Linked DNA regions of Mus musculus: region 1 is linked to region 2. The links are chromatin contacts, called in public Hi-C maps. All regions are on one chromosome and are shown on one strand. Each heading gives the region's core, a stretch centred on a gene start, on an enhancer-like site or on the middle of the called end of the contact. The rest is flanking DNA. Distances are from core to core; before and after follow the strand shown. Region 1 overlaps Syt9 (synaptotagmin IX). Region 2 overlaps Syt9 (synaptotagmin IX).

The links. Hi-C and Micro-C count contacts between places; a contact is called where the count stands out from the background.
Region 1: a Hi-C map of the N1E-115 cell line shows a contact between it and region 2, with 3 times the contacts expected there. The contact joins two enhancer-like sites. A contact is called at or near these places in 6 of 484 Hi-C or Micro-C datasets (the N1E-115 cell line, brain, cerebellar granule neurons and 2 more) and 1 of 115 datasets of contacts at active chromatin or transcription factors (embryonic stem cells).

The regions. Positions count from the first base shown.
Region 1 is chr7:107,526,209-107,533,273 of GRCm38.p6, reverse strand. The region is part of intron 6 of Syt9 (synaptotagmin IX); the gene reads right to left. Among named protein-coding and RNA genes, the nearest start is that of Olfml1, 38 kb to the left of the region's middle. Within about 2 kb of position 4,918, at least 3 of the 459 cell types and tissues checked have an H3K27ac peak or open chromatin away from gene starts, as enhancers often do. A contact at or near this core is called in the N1E-115 cell line, where this site is marked.
Region 2 is chr7:107,451,983-107,459,335 of GRCm38.p6, reverse strand. All of the region lies in intron 3 of Syt9 (synaptotagmin IX), which reads right to left. Among named protein-coding and RNA genes, the nearest start is that of Syt9, 85 kb to the right of the region's middle. Within about 2 kb of position 4,090, at least 15 of the 459 cell types and tissues checked have an H3K27ac peak or open chromatin away from gene starts, as enhancers often do. A contact at or near this core is called in the N1E-115 cell line, where this site is marked.

The sequences.
Region 1 (7,065 bases), core at 3,669-6,168, 73 kb before region 2:
CAAGCCCTGCCGCTGTACCACTCTAGTAAAGCAGGGCTTGTTGGTATTTTATCCTTGAGCTAACTCACCAGGCATCCTGGCCAGCAGACTGGGGAAGCTGTAGAGGCCTGCCCTCATACTCACTGTGCCTACTGAAGAATTCTGTCCGAGGGTTTATGAAAGGTGAGTTATTTTGAGAGAATTCTGTGTTCTGTTACAAAGCAGGTTATGCTAGTTTATCAAACTACTTCAGTAATTCTGAAAAGAGAACTCTGTGTGACACAATGTCAGGGACACAATGGGTGTCGATGCCATTTTCAGGAGAGTTGACGCAGAATAATCAGGGTATGAGATGGGAAGTAAAGCATGGTGCCTTACTGAGGCCAGGGCCCTCATGAAGAAGAACGCTTTCTTCCTCAGAGCAGGAGGTATGTGCTGCTGCCCTGTTCTTCTACCTTGTGGCAGGACACAGCGGGGATGAGTACCCGTGCATGAGGACCTAAGATCTGCTTGTAGGGACAGTGCGCACATCTAGCAGGGGCCATCAAAGGCAAGAGAGCCTCAAGCCAGCCCCTCATCTAAGCAAGGCCTCTGCAGGATCAAGGCTGCTCTCAGAATAAGGACAAGACTCCAGTGAATGGCTATAGAGGCCAGGCTTTGCCCACCTCCCACCCTCCTTCCCTGTTGTCTCTGAACCTTCCACTTTCTCAGCTTCACACTTACAAACTCTCAGAGGATCAAGGTCTATAGGATCCTGAAGCCTGACTGTACTCCAGTGTTGCTGTTGTAGATCATAAGGGTTTGTTCTTAAAGTTCCTCCTAAGGGGGAGATGATCCCAGGCTATGAGATAAATTGTGGGATATTGTCAGCATGGGGAGGGGGTATGGGGAGGGAGAGTGTAGCTTTTTCTATCTTCTTTTCAGAGTGTAGAAATTTATTTTTATTTTTAAAATTTACTTATTCACTTTACAACCTAGTATTAGCCTTTCCTCTCCTCCCGGTACCCCTTCACACAAGTCTTCCCCCTATTCTATCCCATTCTGGGTGTCAGCCCCCACTAATATCCACCCACACACATTAAGTCACTGTGGGACTAGGCACATCCCCTCCTACTGAGGCCAAAATGTAGTCCATTTAGGGGCGGGGATCCATAGGCAGGCAAGCAGACATCAGGCTCAGGGAGAGTCCCTGCTCCAGTTGTTTGGGGACTCCCATGAAGACTAAGCTGCTCATCTTTACTAATACTACAACTGTCAGAGGGCTAATATCCAAAATATATAAAGCACTCAAGAAGTTAGACACAAACAATTCAAATCGCCCAATTTAAAAATGGGGTACAGAATTAAACAGAAAATTCTCAACAAAGGAATCTTGAATGGCCGAGAAACACCTAAAGAAATGTACAATGTCCTTAGTCATCAGAGAAATGCACATCAAAATGACTCTGAGATTCTACCTTACACCCATTAGAATGGCTAAGATCAAAAACTCAAAGGACAGCACATGCTGGTGAGGTTGTGGAGGAAGGGGAACAGTCCTCCATTGCTGGTGGGAGTGAAAACTTGTACGATCACTCTGGAAATCAATTTGGTGGTCTCTTAGAAGACTGGGAATAGTTGGGAATAGTTCTACCTCAAGACCCGGCTATACCACTTCTGGGCACATACCCAAAAGATGATCCACTGTCCTGCAAGGACACTATGTTCACAGCAGCTTTATTCATAATATCCAGAAGCTGGAAACAACCTAGATGTCTCTCAATTGAAGAATGGATAAAGAAAATGTGGTGTATCTGCACAATGGAATACTACTCAGGCATTAAAAAAGGGATATCGTTAATTTCGCAGGCAAATGGATGGAACTAGTAAATATCACCCTGAGTGAGGTAACCCAGACCCAAAAGGACATGCATGACAGGAACCTGACGTAACTGTCCTCTAAGGCTCTACCCAGTAGCCAATCAGAAGAGATGTAGAGACTCATATTCAAACATTAGATGGATCTTGAGGAGTCTTATGGAACAGTTAGGAGAAAGATTGAGGAACCTGAAGAGTCAACTAACCTGGACCCTTGGGGGATCCCAGAGACTGAATCACCAACCGAAGAGTGAGCCTGGGATGGACCAAGGCTACAACAGCTATTGCGAAGGTCTACCTTCTCAGGAGAGCTTGTTGCTAAGTGCTGTAATAGTCCAGTTCTCATTACTAACATGAAACATCTGAGTCAGGATCGTTTTTATAAAGAGGTTTATTTACTTAGTTCATAGATTTAGAGACTAAAGGGCATGGTGCTAAGACCAAGTCAGCTCTGGTGAAGGGCTTCTTTGATGCATCAAATCTCACAGTGATATGTATGTAAATGTTGTGTGCCTTTTCCTCAGGAGACATAAATGTCTGTTCACCCCATATAGAGCAGGCCATCAAAATATATTCCAAACAAGTGTAATGGGGGTGTCAGGAATGCTTTGCCTTTCCTTGATCTGGATAGATCGAAGATCTGATTTTTTTAAAGGACTGCTCTGAGCTTCAATAAGAGGTCAGGGGCTTGTCATAATGTCTCTGGGCTAGGCAATTACCGTATTGGAAGGCTAGTCCAAATGGAAATCCCCTGGGAGCTCTCAAAGGAGGAGAAGAATCAGGGGTTCTGGCCAGGACTCTGTCAGCCTCCTTTAATCCCAATAACTACACTAACTCTATTACACACACAGCATACACTAAGTACTATGTACCCTTGTAGGTCTTCTGCACACAAATCAATATCTTCTTTATTTCTCCCAATGATGATCATGATTATTTCTGAGCATAATTACTGGACATTCCTGATATGATGACTTAAGGAGTTGGAGGCTCTCATTCTCTCTACAGCCCCCAGCTCTGGGTTAAGCTCGGCTGTAAGGTCTAGTGTCTGGTCTTTAGGCTAGCTTGGCATCCAGTCTGCATTCATGCTGTGTCTGTGTGTGGACTCCCACAGAGTTGTTGCTCATTCTAGTAAAAAACTCAGCTCTGTGGTCAGTTCCAAACTAACTACAAAAGCTGGGCTTTTCAGTGACTTCAGCAAGGGAGCACCACGTGCTGTAGGCAGGATGGACTCTAGCTGAGGACTGGTGTGGCAGTCTTGAAGGGCTGGCTGACAGAAAGACTCTCCTAGAGCCCCAATGCATAGAAAGCATCTCTGACACCCCAGTGTCAGGTACTGAGTTTGAGGGGCTAGTTCTGTGCAAACATCTAGCTTATTGGAGGAATTCTCTCTGGGATATCATTCTATATTATCATTATATTATCATTCTATATTATCATATTCTATAGCACAGCTAGAAAGCTATGGCTTACAACAATTAATTGGTATATCTTACAAAGAAATAATAAATATGCCAATTACTCTCATTTGATTATTACATACTGAATATAGGTATTAAAATGTTATATATTATAACTCATGAATGTATGCAATTACTACATGCCAACTGAAATATGTACTTTAAAAGCTTATCTCTTTGGGGTAAGGAGGGCAGGAAGCAGTTTCACCCTTGTGGATCATTAGCCCCCCCTACCCCCCCAACCCCCCGTGCGCCTGAAAAGAAAATTTTATGAGAGAAAACAAAAAATGGTAAGAATAAACAATGGGGCACGGTCATGTTTGACTGTTAACCCTTCAAAGCTGGTGTGAGAGCAATGTAAGATAGCAGGCTGGTGGAGCTGGCAGTGCCCCAAGCTCCTGGAAAAGTATCAGGGCACGGTTTGATGGGCAGCTGGGTCAGGGGATAAGGGGTTCCTTAGGGTTAGTATTTCTGTGATTAGACAGCATGTAAGAACAATTTGGGGAGGGCAGGGTTTATTTCATTCACATTTCCATATAACAGTTTATCATCTAAAGCAGTTAGGGCAAGAACCTGGAGGCAGGAGCTGATGCAGTAGCCACGGGAGAAGTGTTGCTTACTGACTCTCATGGCGTACTCACTCTGCTGTCTTATAGAATCCAGAACTATCGGCCCAGGGGTGAGATCACCCACCTCAATCACTAATTAAGAAAATGCCCTACAGGCTTGCCTGTAGCCTAATCTAATAGAGATATTTTTTCAGTTTTGGTTCCCTCCTCTCAGATTATTCTAGACTCTGTCAAGTTGACATAAAATTACCCAGGACAGGGGTATAGGGTAAGACAGAGAGGCTTTCAGGTGGGTTACCTTGAGGAAGGTAAGGACCAAGAGGTTAGAGGCTGTGAAGTCCAAGGCTAGATGTTGAGGCCCAAAGCATTATCCCAGGGTCAATACCAGTCCATCATCCCAAGTGCTCTCAGAGCCTGGAATAATATTTTTAGACCCTCCTATTCTCCACCTGCTTCCCTCCTTCCCTGTGCATACTAATATACCAAATAACACTGACTATTAAAACCTACATAGCATCCAGTAAATACCAGGCCCTGTGCTAAACATATTACATTCATTGTCTCATGTAAGATTGGCAACAGCCCTCCCTATTTGGTAGGATCTATATTTGTGTACTTGAAAAGTTGACTAATCTGGCTTAAATAAATTTTAACAACCTGTTCAGAGACACACAGCTCAGAAAAGTCAAAGTACAAATTCAGTGGTCAGACTCTGGAGCCCTGAACTTCCAATGAGAAAAGACCCACTCCTGAGTTTGAGTGAATGGAGAGTTGTAGCCCAGGGCAAACCCATCTTAGCTCAGTCCTCTATGTAGCACAGGCCTCCAGAGGGGCAGTCACCACAGGCTAGGAGACACTGGCTCTGCCTTCATAGAGATAACATGCCCAGGGGCCTGTGTGGGCTATGGAAATTGAGCAATTTTTCACTTAAAATCATCTGAAAACAAACTTCAATGTCTTCAAAATTATATATTCACAGAACATTCCTAGACTCTGGGATAGGATTAGATGGTAATGATTTAATTGATGGTTAAGTGTGTAGATAAAATGAGTGTGCTGAATTCTTCCCGTAATTATCTCTCAGAGGAGCCCTGGCAGCTGTAATTACTGTCTGAGGCCAAAATTATAAACCAGCTGTAGTTTTAAGCAAAATATGTTACAGCCTCTGCTGGATCTTTAAGTCGGTCACCACCAGCTCAGGCATCCCTGTAGGGCCAGTCTACGAGGGAGCAGAGCCTTGCTTGGGGAGGGCAGGTATTCTCATTGAGTGTTCCTGAATCCTTGCCCATTGCTGTCTTTGTGCGCTGCACTGCTCGCTCTTCCTTGCTACAGGAAATCTTTCCTCCTGTTCGTTCTGTTGCCAGGACAAGTTTTCAGATCAGTTAGCAGGTACCGACTCTGTGCCCTAGAGGCTAGACAGTAGACTCAGCTGGGGCACTCCTAAGTCAACTCTGTTGTGCTGGAGCTCCTACATCCAGGAAGATCTGTGGCATCATGACAGTTCCGGGTCTGCACCTCACTGGGGACCCACAGGCCAACTTATATTCTCCATCAACTCTTGCCACAATAGACAGGAATGACTGACTGCCTCCACCAACCTGGTTAGTCTAATCGTGACCAAGGATTCTTCAAGAGCTCAGTTCTTGTATGATAGTTATGCAAACCATTATATGTTCATTCAACACCAACCATAAAAACCTGGAGATGAATGGAAATGAGGGAATTCCTCTGGAAGTTGATATTTGTTCATTATTTTGTAGATTCTCACTATTTTATGCCTAAAATCTTCATTAAAAAAAAAAAAACCCAGTCCTTGACATTGACTTTCCACTGTGAATGCATAATGGGACACCATGAGCATCTTCTAGGGTGGTATATGACACCACAACTGCTCTCTTCCTCGTTAGCATTTTAAGAATTGTTTTGATGTATAAAACAATGTTCTAGGTGCTACAGGAAAGGTAAGAAATGCCATGATATACAGAGCAGACACAGCCCTTATTACCACACTTCTGTGGCTTTTGGGTGATCCTGGACTTGACTTTGAACTCAGCAACAATCAAATCTGTGACATCAGGAGCTGCATCCAGAGGTGGACAGTTCAGGGTTAAGTGGACATGCTACAGTTGAAGAAGTTTGAGCCACTGACTTAATAGCTGAGCTGGCCAGAGACACGTATCCCTGTCATCCCTCCAGCCTCTCAGCTGTTCAGCATTCCTGGGGTGATTTCCATGTTTACAGGTTGTGCTTCTCTGTGATTCATTCATAGTGTGCCCCAAAATATGGGTCACGAGTTCTATCCTGGGCACATGGAACTCTTGCTAGGTATGAATCACACAGAACACAGCACCAGGTGACATCAGAACTGTTATTAAACAAACTATGTCTACTTAGCTATGGGGATGAAATGAGCATTTGCCTTAGTTTGGCAAAGTGTTAGGCACCTGTTCACAAATATTTTGTTTTATTCAAAAGAATAAGTCTTAAAATGTTATGGAGGATGAAGGCAGCTACAATGGATTAATCACTGCCTAGGCAAAGGAAAGGGACTTCCAACTCTACCCTCAGAGGGGAAGAGAGGTCAATTGAAAGTGTTCTCCTTTAAGTGAGGATGTTGGAGAGTGGAATGGTGAGATTCTACAAAACAATGAACAATCTCAGCTTCTAGGAGTACCCCAGCAGGATCATGCTACCCACTCTGTCTCCTCTTGTCCAGCCATTTTCTCTTGGGAGGTAGTAGAAACCCCTCATTCATATTGGGTTACATATTTGTTTCTCAGTGTATGAACCTTGTTTGGAATTTTGTTTTGTTTGAAACCCCACAGATTTATCAGCAGAATGCATCCATAAGCTCCTGATGAGGTAGGTGCATTGGTATCAATGGCCATGGGAGGGCAGCAAAGAGTAGCAGAGTAATGATAGCTGATCTCCAGCCCTCTGCCCTCTCCTTCCAGCTACGGGGGAAGAGATGCTTGGCAGTGGTACAAATGTCCCACAACCCACACTGACCATTGCAAACACTGAGGGTAGTGGGACTGGAGAAAATTCCTGACAAATGTCTGTTGAATCTTAGTGTTATAAAGGAGGGAAACTGAGTAAAAGCTGGAGAAGCCAGAGTCCAGCTTTATGCAAAGAATTGAAAGCCAGGATTCCGCATGAGGTAGGTTTAATATGACTGTGTTGATTCTCTTCCTAAGTAG
Region 2 (7,353 bases), core at 2,841-5,340:
CCTTGCTTATAAGCTCCAGTTTTATACTCATCTATCCTTCTCATGTATAAAAGACCCTCTCTTTTTACATATGACTTATGTATATATTATGAGGGGGGTGTGGAGTGCACACACGTGGAGTCAGAGGACAACCTTTAGGAATTGGTTCTTTCTTTCCACCATGTGGGCTCTGGGGATTGAACTCAGTCAGGCTCAATGGGCAGTGACAAACACCCTACCTGTGCTTTACCTTAGGACTGATACTCACACTAAACACAACATCTTTCTTTAGGTTGTTCATGCTGTAAGCCAGAAAAATCTCCCATCTTTGACTTTTTCCAAATTCAACACAAGATCAATCTTTTGGGAGGGGAGGCCTTAATGATACAATGGTTTCTAAAACACAACATCAAAAGTGAAGACTTGAGACTATGCTGGGGCCTAGCAAACACAGAAGTGGATGCTCACAGTCAGCTACTGGATGGATCACAGGGCCCCCAATGGAGGAGCTAGAAAAAGTAACCAAGGAGCTAAAGGGATTAGCAACCCTATAGGTGGAACAACAATATGAACTAACCAGTACCCCCAGGAGCTTGTGTCTCTAGCTGCATATGTATCAGAAGATGGCCTAGTCGGCCATCAGTGGAAAGAGAGGCCCATTGGTCGTGCAAACTTTATATGCCTCAGTACAGGGGAACGCCAGGGCCAAGAAGTGGGAGTGGGAGGGTGGGGGAGTGGGTGGGGGAGCGTGTGGGGGACTTTTGGGATAGCATTGGAAACGTAAATGAAATAAATACCTAATTTTAAAAAAAGTGAAGACTTGGTCTATGAGAGATGGGAGATGAGAGTAGATGGTGGAGCTAACACCTAGAGTTTCTAAGGTACAGCACAGGAATCCAGGCAGAGGGTAGATGGCTCGTCCAGCTCAAGAGAGTCTACAGAGACAAATGCAGCCAGCGTCTGAAAGCCAAAGCACCAGAAAGGAAAACGGGAGCCACCAGAGGGCCATGGGTGAGGAGAACTGAAGAAGATGTACTGAATGTGACTGGGAAGGCTCAGTATTTTTGAAACTTCAATGTTTCCAGATGATTTTATATTAGATGCAATCTTAATCAAAATCCCCAAAAGATTATGTATATATAAGCTGATTATAAAATACATACAGAGATGCAAAGAATGTAGAAAAACCAAAACAATTCTGGAAAAGTAGGGCAAAGTTAGAGCATGCAGACTGCCTGACTTTAGGACTTAACAAATCTACAATTCAAATATTGTGGAATAAAGATAGATAAATAGAGCAATGGAAAAGAATAAAGAGTCCAGAATAAAGTATACAATCAGTTGATTTTCTCCAAAAATATAGAAGGCAATTATGTGGATAAAGTATAATCTTTTTGAGAAATGTTGCTGGAACAATTGAACACCACACACACAAAATATTTCATACCTCATACTACATCCATAGATCTTAGCTCAAGTGGATCAACGCCATAAATGTCAGAGGTAAGAAGACACAGTTTCAAGAACAGAAAGCCATACTATATGACTTTGGGTTACATAAAGATCCCTTTGACACACTACTAAAACAGCACATTCAAAATAAAGACGAGATTAATAAAATAGACTTAACAAAAATGAGGACTTTCCCCTTCCAAAGCAAATGCTGAGAGGATGAAAGCATAAACCATAGCTTTGGAGGACATAACATAGGCCTACAGCATGACCCAGTCATTCTGTCCCAAGGTGAGTGTGTGAAAGAAGGTGTCCATATAAAACATGATGCTTTTGACAACTTTATTTGTAACAACCCAAACTGAAAGTAAACCAGTGCTCGCCCACAGGCGAGGCCCTCCAGCAGCCAGCAGTGGGGACACCTCTGCCATGAGACTGGCAGGGGAAGAATGGAACTACAGACACATACAAGGATGGATAAACCCCACAATAATTATTCTGACTGGAGATGCTAACGCAAACTCTGTATGATTCTGACTTATATAAATCCTAGGAAATGGTAACTAATCCAGAGTGACAGAAAGCAGATCCTGTTGCCTAAAGGCTTGGAGATGGGTGCCAGGCAGTGCAGGCAGGGAGGTTACAAAGGAACACAGAGTTTTGGGATAAAGAGTATGTTCATTACTGTGATTATGGGGGGTGTTTTCACAAATGTATACACATGTCAAATATTGTCAAACTGCATACTTCAAACATATGCACTTTATTGGATGGCAATTATCCCTCAATAAGACTGCTTTAAAATGCATCTTGAATCTGCTGCTTTCCTCCTGTCTGGGACCTCCACACTGGAGAGAGTTAACCCTCTCCCTCTAGCCTTTAACAACATGCTGACTCTGCCTCTCAGAATGAGTCCATTCTGCGTGTAGCTAGAGAGGAATTTTTTTAAAAATATTTTTTATTACATATTTTCCTCAATTACATTTCCAATGCTATCCCAAAAGTCCCCCATACCCTCCCCCCCACTTCCCTACCCACCCATTCCCATTTTTTTGGCCCTGGCGTTCCCCTGTACTGGGGCATATACAGTTTGCATGTCCAATGGGCCTCTCTTTCCAGTGATGGCCGACTAGGCCATCTTTTGATACATATGCAGCTAGAGTCAAGAGCTCCGGGGTACTGGTTAGTTCATAATGTAGAGGAATGTTTTAAGAAGACATATCTATTCATGTTACTGGGTGGCTCAAGATTCTTCAAGACCCAAATGTGTACTCTTGACTACAACTCCCTCCTTACTGACCCTGTTTGAGTTCTTGTCTCTTCCCTGTTTTTCTTTTTAATCACCCTGCAAGATGTGTCTCTAGACTTGACAACACTGTTCCTATTGCAGGGCTTTTACACATCCAGTTTCTTTGTTGTGGACTTCCCCCTTATCTAGGCAAACTCCTAACCTACCTTTTAGTCTTTAATGTTATGTCCTCCAAGGAGGTTGAAACATTGACTGGCATCTCTGTCACAGTGCCACCCACAAATGTAAGCACTCTGTGTAATTTATTTACGATCTGTCCCTTCTAAACTTCTAAACAACAGCACCCATCAGGCCCTCACTACCTAAAATGTTGCCTCCATGTAGACGGTCAATGAACGAAGCCTATGAGACAGACCAAGAGCTCAGGTTCTGACCCAAAAATCACTCCTTGACTTGCAAGGTAGACTTTTCCCCCAAGCCAGCTATGTAAAAATCCACCCAATAAATATCTGACACCAGGATGTACTTTCCTCTGTAGTGATTTAGGTTTCAACTTGGTAAATATTTCAAAAGGTAATGAATGGCTGGTGGTATGTGTGGCTTAGTAGGTAAAGGTACTTGCTGCCGAGACTGAAGACCTTAGTTCAACCCCTAGAATCTACACACAGAAAGGAGAGAACTTTCACCTCCACATGTATTCCATAACACACACACAGACAGTCACAGACAGACAGACAGACAGACAGACAGACAGACAGACAGACTGGTACACACACACACACACACACACACAAGGTTTGAGGTGCAGTTTCACATGTGCAAGACCCTGGGTCTTACTGATAGCACAAGGGAAAAAATGAAGGGTGACCACAGGAAGAAAAGAAAGTGGAGAAAAAAGGGAAGGTTGGGGGCGGGGAAGGAGAAATGTTATTCTCAAAAACAGTATCTTTCAGTGTTAAATAACTTAAAAACCAATGTACCAGGCTTCTAAGAGAAATGCTAGTGATGTGTGGCAGAGCTGAATTTGTAGGTCAGTTGGAATTTTTAAAAGTCAGTCAAGCTCATCTTAATCCTAACATGTATGCTGGGTGTTTCACACTGCGACAGTTAACCAGGGAAGAAACCAGATGGGGACGCGCTGGAGAGGATGGGCTCTGGAAGAAATGAAGCCTGACTGGCCACTGACCCAGTGCTTCCTGTCTTTAGCAGAGCAATGGCCTAGATTTCCCACTAGCCCGAGAGTGGGGCAGGGGAGATAAAGTCTGCAAACATGGCTGCTTTCCAAAGCATCTCCCTAAGAAGCAGCTCCCCTCACTCCCCCACCATGTTTATTTAGACTCCCCTTAATTAGAGCATTTCAGCATGCAGGCATAATCCAATCTGAAGGAACATTTCCCTGGAGAGCCATCTGTCAGAATTAGACCACACTTAGCTACTGGATAGTAAGGCAGTGTTGTAAACACCACAGACGGCTTAGACTCTCCAAAGGCTCAAAACTCATTTTCCAAGCAAGCATACGCCAATCCTAGGGAGGAGGCTTGCTGTCAGGAAGCTGGCTTGCTGTTCTGGACTGTAACGCTTCCAAAGGTAGAAGATCATTAAAGCTCATCCCAGGGGTATGTTCTACCTGACCAGAGTCACCTTTCTTCAGAGATGAAATTGCTGTCCTTGACAAATCTATTAAGTTCTCCTTGAGTTGTTGCAGGATCTAAAGTTTTTCCACTCGGCCCATGTCCTCAGCCATGCTACAGTGGAACTGTGGGAGGGAAGCTATGCAGAACCCACTCCTGCTTCCTGCCTCTGTCTCAGGAGTAGACAGCCCACTGTGTAACTCCCATTTTGATTCTCACCCCAGGGCAAGCCGACTGGCCTAGAAAAGTGTAGGGTGGGAGGTGGGATGGGGGAAGGGGTAAGAAGCTCTCTGCTCAGCATCTCCATCATTGCCCTCCATTTCAGAGGTGATGTGAAACACAGTCCTGCCTGTGTCTTTTGCCCATTTTTCTGTCCATGCCACCACTGTGCCCAGTTTAGATCTTGACAATGCTGGTTTGCATATTCCTCAGATGCCATTGCTGGTATATGCTTGGAGCACATGCTGCCTTGATCTTGTGAGAATTCCTCTTAGCTCATGGGAACCATCTTTAAAATGACTGGCAAGTTGTACCCTCTCCCCTTTGAGGTGCTGTGTATCCCCCTGGCCTCAGACAAGGATACTTCTGCTTCATGTTCCAGTTCTCCTAGACTCAGCTCGCTCACCATCCACCTTCCCCAGTTCTCTGTCCTAACCTTTCTGATTTCCATTCACTTTTACTGGTTTCACCAAGAGTAGTCACTCAAACAAAAATCTCTCGTACAAGAGTAAATGTCAACGTGGGAGATACAGATCAGTTAGTGGAGTGCTTGGCTTGCATGCACAAAATCCTGGGTTACTCTCCAGCACTGCAAAACCCAGGCATGATGGCATACATCTGTAATTCCAGCACTCAAGAGGTGAACAAAAGTTCAGAAATTCAAGGTACTCCTGAGCCCCAGAGAGCTGTAAGCCACCACTGGATACTAAGAGCCTAGCCCCTCACAATATCCATCTTGGCCTCTGCTTCCAAGAAACCTAACTTATGATACACTGAGTATACTGGTACAACTTTCATTTTCTGTTTCATTCATCCACACAAAAAAGTACTGTGCTAAGTCACAGGATTTGCTTTAAAGAGCATTTACCCCAATGGAGAAGGCAAAGACAAAGGTATCAGTGGATTCAGAATGGAATTCTTCTTAATTCAACTTAATTAAGTTTAGCTTTCAAATATAGGGGTGCTAGGAATGTACACGTACAGGGAAAAATACAAGATAAAGATAAGCAAAAAAACTGTCTGGTTCTATGAATACCAAAGTGTACTTGAGGGAAAAATATTTCTGAAACACACAAAATAATGTTGAAAGCTTCAGTGAGCTGAGCATTATGGGTAAAGTGCTTGCTCATGGAAGCATGAGGGCTGAGTTCAACACCCCAGCATCCACATAAAAAGCTAAGGATGGCAGTGGACACTTGGCACTCTAACATTGGGAAGTAGAGACGAGACAGGATGATCCTGGGGCGGGGGTGAGGCGGGGGAATGGCCAGCCGGGGTAGCCAACTGGTAAACTCCTTACCAGTGAGAGACCTGTCTAAGAACAAGGAAGATGTCAGTGAGATGGACTAATGGGTACAAAAATGCTTGTTGCACAAGCCTGAGCCTGATGACCTGAGTTCAACTGCTGAAACCCCCCAAAAGTTGTCCTTTGACTTCTGCAGGTGAGCTATGAGATGTATATACCACCCCTCCTGTGCTACAAACACAATAATAGCAAATAAAGTTAAAAAGTAAGGGGAAGAAAAACAGGAATACAGTCCACAATAACCTCTGGCCTCTACGTTTGCATGTGCATGTGTATACACAGATACACACACACAGACACGCTCACACACAGTCCAAATGGCCGCAATCAAAAAGGTGCTACTATTATAATTTTAAATGTATATGAAGCAAGAGCTGATAGAACTACCAAGAAGGAACTGAAAATCCACTAAGACAGAAGAAAATTTCAAACCATATTTTACCAATAATTGGTATGTGAGACTGACAGAAATGTCAGTCAGTATGAGGAAGTAAGGTGTTGAGCTTCTTAAATCCAGCATCTTTGTAAAATCCAACATGTAAAAGAACATGCACCAAATTTCACAAGATAGTAACCCATCTGTAAAGCAAACCATGTCCTCTGAGCACATGCACACTGTTATCATAATCCACTGAAACCGAGGCACAGAACATTTTAAAATAACACGCAAGTCACATTAGACATTAGAAAGATAAAAACACAAATTATCGGGATTTCTGGACTTGTGCTATAGCTAGTACTACAGAGAGAATGTAAAGGCTTAAATGCATCTCCTTAGTTGATATAACAGGCTATTTCAAGGGCACCAGAAAGTTAAAAATATGTAAGAAGGAAGAAATTGGCCATTTTCCCAATGCTAAGTCCTACTTGTCAAATGTACATTTTTAATAGTGGAAGACTCAAAGTTACTAAAGATGAAAATACCTAGCTGACAATGGAAAAATTGGCTAAAAAAAATTGGAAGACAAAAGTAAAGTAGAATAAAATAGTTGGTGTCCAGAAGAGTCTGACATGCTGACCACAAAGGTCTAGGGGTCCAATCAAGAAAAAGATGAATGGCCTTAGAAGGAGGAAAGGTGTTACTAAAGAATACAGCAGGACTGTGAAGAACTCCAGTCCATACATTTAAAACAGATGAAACAAATTCTTAAACGAGTCTAAACCACCATCACATTAGGATAAAACGAGAAAGTAGAGTTGGTCTTCCAGCCATCAATGTAGCTAGATGACTTCCCTCATCGGACCCAGAACACTTCAGGCCACATTCCACTAAACACTGTGGAAAAACATGATTTACTATTACACAAAATACTCAAGAGAAGAGGAAAACATACAAGGATCTCTAACTTGAATGGCTTAATTTTTGAAGACATGCTCTATGTGGCCCAGGCTGATTGCCTAAGCTTCCCTAGCAATAGGAATGACAGGGTGGTACAACAATGCCTGGCTTTATAACTCATTCTATAGGATCAAATATTAAAACCAAATTAGACAACTAGTTGAACAGTGATCAAGAA